Regions from separate parts of the Sus scrofa genome. Here region 1 is linked to region 2. A link is a contact called in public Hi-C data. All regions are on one chromosome and are shown on one strand. The core of a region is the stretch at or near the end of the contact, and the rest is flanking DNA. Distances in the headings are between cores, read along the strand shown. Region 1 overlaps AUTS2 (AUTS2, activator of transcription and developmental regulator). Region 2 overlaps AUTS2 (AUTS2, activator of transcription and developmental regulator).

Evidence for each region. A called contact is a pair of places that touch in the nucleus more often than the background predicts.
Region 1: a contact with region 2 is called in a Hi-C map of liver, with 1.5 times the contacts expected there. The contact joins two enhancer-like sites. A contact is called at or near these places in 2 of 47 Hi-C or Micro-C datasets (embryonic fibroblasts and liver).

Annotation. Positions count from the first base shown.
Region 1 is chr3:14,040,416-14,043,949 of Sscrofa11.1, forward strand. The region is part of intron 2 of AUTS2 (AUTS2, activator of transcription and developmental regulator); the gene reads left to right. Among named protein-coding and RNA genes, the nearest start is that of AUTS2, 480 kb to the left of the region's middle. Within about 2 kb of position 1,911, at least 1 of the 83 cell types and tissues checked has an H3K27ac peak or open chromatin away from gene starts, as enhancers often do. A contact at or near this core is called in liver, where this site is marked.
Region 2 is chr3:13,691,844-13,694,922 of Sscrofa11.1, forward strand. All of the region lies in intron 1 of AUTS2 (AUTS2, activator of transcription and developmental regulator), which reads left to right. Among named protein-coding and RNA genes, the nearest start is that of AUTS2, 130 kb to the left of the region's middle. Within about 2 kb of position 1,473, at least 3 of the 83 cell types and tissues checked have an H3K27ac peak or open chromatin away from gene starts, as enhancers often do. A contact at or near this core is called in liver, where this site is marked.

The sequences.
Region 1 (3,534 bases), core at 661-3,160, 350 kb after region 2:
TTGGCTCTGTCATGTACTGTCTCTGTAACCTTTACTGCCTACCTCATAGGGTTGTTTGGGACAATTGAATGAGTTTATAAAAATCAAGCTTTTAGAATAGTGCTGGGCATATATGAGTGTTCACTGGGTGTCAGTTAATATTGTTGTGGTTGTTATCAGATGATTTGTTGATATGAAATTTTCATATGTGGTTTCACGAGGTTTGTAGGGAATGCAACAACATAATTTAGATCTCTTATTCCATTGGTTCTGTGACAGCTCCTCCCCTGATGAAGCTCCTCTGTTTACCAGAATATCCCATTGCTTAGTGCTAATACTGGGTTTTCCTCTACTTTGTGGTCACGTCTGGACCAGAGTACACAGATCCGGGCATGTCCAAGATGGATGGGGGAAGGTAAAGGGGGAATATTGGTGCAACTTGATTGTGGAGCAGTTCTCAGAAATATTTGTTGAATGGTGACTCTGCCAAACACAGAAACGCATTGATGTATGTAGGACATGGTATCTAGTTGAGATTCCACTCCTCTACGCAGGACTTTTGCCAGGTTCCTGCACCCGTTTGCACCTCTTCCCAAACCAACACTGAACAGTGTTTTAGAAAGGCTTTTAATGGAATGCAGTATCAACAAATCAAAGTCGTGGAGCCGCCTTTTGAAGAAACCTTACTTCTACCCTTGCCTGCCTCCCCACATGGGTCAAGGGCATTTCTTCAGACCTCCTGCCTTGAATTCCCTCAAAGCTGAGTTGAAACATTCTATAGGAATTACCTGTTTCTTTCAGACTCCTCAGGAGAGAGTCTCTCAGTTCATAAGGGGAGTGACTGTGTTGGGTTCATTATTATATTCACAGTATGTTGCACAAAGGAATAGATTTTGTTGTTGTTGAATGAATGAATCTTGAATGCTCCAAAGCACAGAATCCAAAGCCTTTTTATCTTAGCCAGAATTGGCATAGGTGGTTCCCACCTCCCTTTCTTCTTTCCTGTCCCTGTAGCCGCCACCCCTACAAATTTCTTCTCAGTAGAAAATGTGTAAGAATCTTCCCTCTCTAAGGGAAGCTTGTCCATTGGAACTTTCTTTTAATTATTATTATTATTATTTTTTTAATGGCCGCACTTGTGGCATGCAGAAGTTCCTGGACCAGGGATTGAGCCTACTCCACAGCAGTGACAATGTTGGATCCCCAACTGCCAGGCCACCAGGGAACTCCCCCTTATCTGCATTTTACCTCTATCAGAATTAATCTGCTTTTAAAATACTTGCTCTTGACTAGAAGGTTGTATTCTGAGCATTGTGAGACTGACTGAGAGGGAAAGGGGAGCAGAAGGGAAGAGGTTATTTTTCCTTGGAATTGAAGACGTCTCATCCACTACTCCAGACTGGGCATCCTGAATTCATCAGTCTTGGCACTTTATGCCAGTTAGAACAAATGCTTTATATATTGACTCTAATAAAGTAATGTGGAAAGGGTCAAGTTAGCAGGTAGGTTAGGGCAAGAGTAAATAAGGAAAGTGATTCCATAAAGCTGTGATGCCCAGAACTTAAGGTCTTAATGGCACCTCCTTCTTTCTGCTCCTCAGTCTGCCTTCTTGGGTCATTACCCCCTGCTAATATTTAATTCTGTTGAATATTTCCAAATTGATTGGTTTATTTAAGATTATGCAAATTTGCCTACTGCCTTCAGCCTTGCTTTGAATCCTAAAGGAAGGGGGATGTAGATTCAAACACACAGGTTTATCTCTGACCTTTAGCTAATTATTAGATTGAGGTAAATGTGTGTAGGTGACAAATTGCCTTTAATGACATTTAATCTGTATGCTGGCATTCATGTCTGGTTTAGTGTCCCAGCTTCACACAGGCAAAGAGCATGGATTTTATCTTAATTCGACCTGTTTGTGGTGAGAGTCAATTTCTGATTAACTTAATAGCGTGTTTTACATGGAAAGCAGTCAAATATTGATGTAAGAAGAGGCCACTAGATGACATATTTCCCAGGCTGCCATAATTGGCCAAACTAGTGGAGGAAAGGGAGAGTTGTTAGTATCTGAACTGAATGAAGGCCTCCCAGCTGTCCAAGTCCAGCATGGAGAAGTTGACCTAGATGGATTATTCGGGAGAAGCCTCTGCTCCTTACTGTTCATTGCCACAGAGCCTGTTCCCTGAACTTGTGTGGGTGTTAGGCTAATAGATTTTAACACGTTTTGGATTCAATAAATCACTTCAAAGGGGACAGTTAAGTAAGCCAGCCACTCAATTAAGCAAGTGAAAGGCCTGGGAAGTAGCATTCCTGTGGATGTAGTGCTGGATGGTTCTAGTGCCTCTTATCATTTGTTTAACTCCTAACTGCTTAGCATTTGTACAGGCAGCCCTCTAACCAGTGATTTCTCAATACACTTTGACTTAATTGTGTGCTTTTTATAAGATCATTATCACTGATGATAAATGGACCTTAATTTCTAATCAATTGGAGAAACAGGGAAGCTTGAGTTAAGTGAGATCATTAACAACTTTTCTTGTCACTTTAAGTTAAAGCTAAATGATAGCTTTGCCAGTTCCTCCCCTCATTCCTGGTGAATGTCCTTTTCTTAAGTTCCTTTCTCAAGATCAGAGTTGGATCTGTGTCACTCTGTCTGATTTTTTTTTAATTACTCAATTTTATTACATTTGTAGTTTTACTATCTGTACATGTCTATCTGTGTGTCTATATCATCACAACCCAATTTTATAGCATTTCTATCCCAAACCCCCACTGTATCCCCCTACCTCCCAACTGTCTCCTTTGGAAACCATAAGTTTTTCAAAGTCTGTGAGTCAGTATCTGTAAAGAAGTTCGTTGTGTCCTTTTTTTAGATTCCACATGTAAGTGATAGCGTATGATGTTGGTGTCTCACTGTCTGACTAACTTCACGTAGCATGACAATTTTTAGGTCCATCCATGTTTCTGCAAATGCCGTTATTTCTTTCCTTTTAATGGCTGAGTAATATTCCATTGTGTATATATGTATCACATCTTCTTTATCCACTTCTCTGTCGATGGACATTTAGGTTGTTCCCATGTCTTGGATATTGTGTAGTGCTGTGATCAACATTGGAGCACATATATCTTTTAGAATCATGGTTTTCTCTGGATAGATGCCCAGGAGTCGATTGCTGGATCAAATGGTAATTCTATTTTTAGTTTTTTGAGGAATCTCCATACTGTTTTCCACAGTGGTTGCACCAATGTATATTCCCCCAACAGTGTAATAGGGTTCCCTTTCCCCACACGCTCTCCAGCATTTACTGTTTGTAGACTCTGATTTTTGTGTGCAGAGATGGTATATGGGTGGTGTAGTGATGGAAGGCAAGAGGAGGGTCCGGCTTTGGAGTCTGCCTCTCTGTCAACTGTGGGCATCTTTCTCAACTTCACTGGCCTTTGTGACCTTATCTGGAAAGTGAGGATGATGGGTTAGTAAATGCAAAGCACTGAGAAGACTTCCGGATCCATAGTAAGGACTTCTGGTGTTTTACTTACTTTTTTTCTGGAGTTTGGTTT
Region 2 (3,079 bases), core at 223-2,722:
AATATAAAGTGTACTTGCCTTAAAAATACCATTATTTACATTTTTGGAGATAAAAAGCTACTGGATTTCTTTCATAACTGTATCCCTGAAAAGTTGTACCTTCCCTTTATTTTTGTGTGCTAATTTGAACCCCATTTACGTTCTTTCTTAACTGATGTGAACTTTATGTTTACACACACACACACACACACACACACTCTAACTCTTTGCAGTGTTTTCCATGAATACTTTTTATGGTTCCTTATTTATTATAGTTTTTAATTTTAAAGGAATTTATGTTGTTGATTTTTTTTTTTTTACTTCTTTTGATACCTTAAGATGGACAAATTTGTCATCTTTTCAAAGGTCTAACACCATTTTTTTTTACCCGCTAATATTTCTTATGGTTTAATTAAAAGGAGTTTCATGGATCCATCTGACTTCCTGTAGATTCATTTACCTTCTTCTTACCTGCAGTGCAGTGAGGAACATTGGGCTAAATCAGGAGCTTGTGGGTTAAGGATCCAGTGTTGTCTCTGTGATGGCATGGGTTTAATTCCCAGTCCAGTGCAGTGGCTTAAAGATCTGGAGTTGCTGCAGCTGTGGCGTAGGTTGCAGCTTCAGCTTGGATTTGATCCCTGGCCTAGGAACTTCCATGTGCTGTTGAGTACAGCTGAAAAATAAAAGAAGGAAAAAAAAGGGGGGTGGGGTGGGGGATACACACCAAAGTGTAAGTTAAAAAAGTTAAAGAAAAAATCAGGAGCTTGTGTTATTCACAGGTTTTGGGAGAGGAAGAGAAACAGAGTTCCTATCTTACATTCTGGTAGTGTCTCTAAGTCTGTGTTTACTCATCTACAAAGCCGGGATGAGAATAACAAATGTACAGAGATTTTTTTTTAATGCATTTAAGTCTTCTCTTAAGCACTGTTAAGAAGCTCAGTAGTGTTTAAAGTACCAAGTAGTTGTAGCCTTTGTTTAATATGTGTGTACCATCATTTCTTGAATTTCTTTCCCCCCCAGTAGTTAGAGACCACATGGGATCTTTGGTGGCTTTATTTTTGGAAATTAACCACGGCCCTGTTAACTGTGGACATTAGGGATCTGGGTTTAGAAAAATGTACAAGTTGAGGATGCCCATCAGAAATACACAGTATGTGCACCAGATCTGAGTGCTTAGGACTTCGGAGACTGTATAACAAAAATGACTTCAGGAGATAGAGACACTGGAGACAGTGGTTGAAAAACACGGTCTTTGACAGAAGTGACTTGTTTAATCCAGCTGTCCCACTTACTTATGTGACTCTGGGGTAATTTAACTTCTCTTTCCCCAGTTTCCTGTTATAAATGGGGATAACATTGATGGGTCATTTAATTAAATAAGAAAATGTGGAGTCCCTTCTGTGGCGCAACAGGATTGGCAGCATCTCTGCAGCGTCAGGAAGCAGGCTTGGTCCCCAGCCAGGCACAGTGGGTTAAAGGATCTGGCAGTGCCACAACTGTGGTATAAGTCGCACCTCTGGCTCAGATCTGATCCCTGGCCCATGAACTCCATATGCTGTGGGTCAGCCAAAAAAGAGAAAGAAAAAAAAAAAAGAGAAAATGTATGCGAAACTCTCAGCATGGTGCTTGAGCCATAGCAAATGCCAAGTAAGTTATAACTGGTATTATTACCTTTATTAACAGCTAACATTTATGTGATACTGATGACCTATAGAGCTCTTTAACCTGTTCTTTCTCATTTGTGAATCTCGGTACTTTGTACAGAACAGATTTTGAAATGTTCCTTGGACTTTGTATTCATTTTCATAAGAGAGTTCCTTTTATCTGTGTAGCTGTGTACACTCAGTTGGCATTTGTCATATGCCTTCATGCCAGTTGTCTCCTTATCTAAATTAACCTCTAAAACCCTTTGAGTACAAAGGTTGTGTCTTATTCAGCTGGGTTGTCTCTCTACACAGCACTGGACACAGGGTCTGGACCAATCAGGAGTACAGCCATAGCGCTACAATTTATTATTTAAGTGAACTTAGTCATTCTCTGCCTTCCCAGGATGCATCATTTACTCATTCTCATCTGTAAGACAGGTAGCAAATTTCTAGTGAGGATTTAGTGATGTGTTAAGAAGCACTTCACATAGCAAATTACAAATGTCTTTTCCCCCATACCTCACTGTGCTTAAGCTCAGTAGTTGGTGCTTAGAAAGTATATGTTCACTGGGGGTTGGAGGCTGATGGGAAGACTGTGGACCCAATTCCTAACTTTAGTATCAAGATGTGTTCATTTCAAGACTGAAAACTGTGGCATTCCCTGATGTTTCAGCAGGTTAAAGATACGGTGCGGTCACTGCGAGTTTGATCCCTGACATACCTTGGGCGCAGCCAAGGAACTTCTGCATACCTTGGGTACAGCCCAAAAAAAGTGGAGGGAAGGCTTTTCTTTGGGGTCTGGTCACCATGAAGGATGTTATGGTAGCTCATTTAATATCCTGGTAGATTGCCTTTGAAGTGTTTGCTTTTTGCTGTTGTAAAGGTGGGGCATAGGTATACATAGGTGCTCAGAGCAGGTTCAGTTCTGTATCTACGTTGAGAGTAAACTTAATTTATAGTGAGCAAATGCTGATTTTGGAGTATGAGGGCTCTGTGGTCAGTCCAGAGGGAGGTATATGAGGAGACTCAACATTCAGCAAGTGCTGGAATGCTGGCTCTGTGAAGACTCTTGCCCTAATCAGCCTTGTTTCCCGCGGAATTTCTTTTCCTGGTTGACCACAGAGTATTTCTATGTGTCCCGTGTTTTGTTTTGTTTTGTTTTTTTCCAATTTGATATTCAGAAACAATGTTGGCTATGGTCAGTTTCACTAGATAAGGCCCAAACACTAGGTATTCATTTCCGTATTGAATAAAAAGTAAAGTCATGTATAGAGAAAAAAAGCAAAAGTATTTAATTACAAAATCCCTTTGTTCATTTTGGGAAGTGGTACCTTTGTTAATCTCCTAAGAGACACATTATTATATTCTGTTAGTATCATTAAATAGTCCAAGAAAGCATGATGCATCAATTTTAAATGTATTTTTGTATTTTTCCTGGCACAGTTTTTATTAAG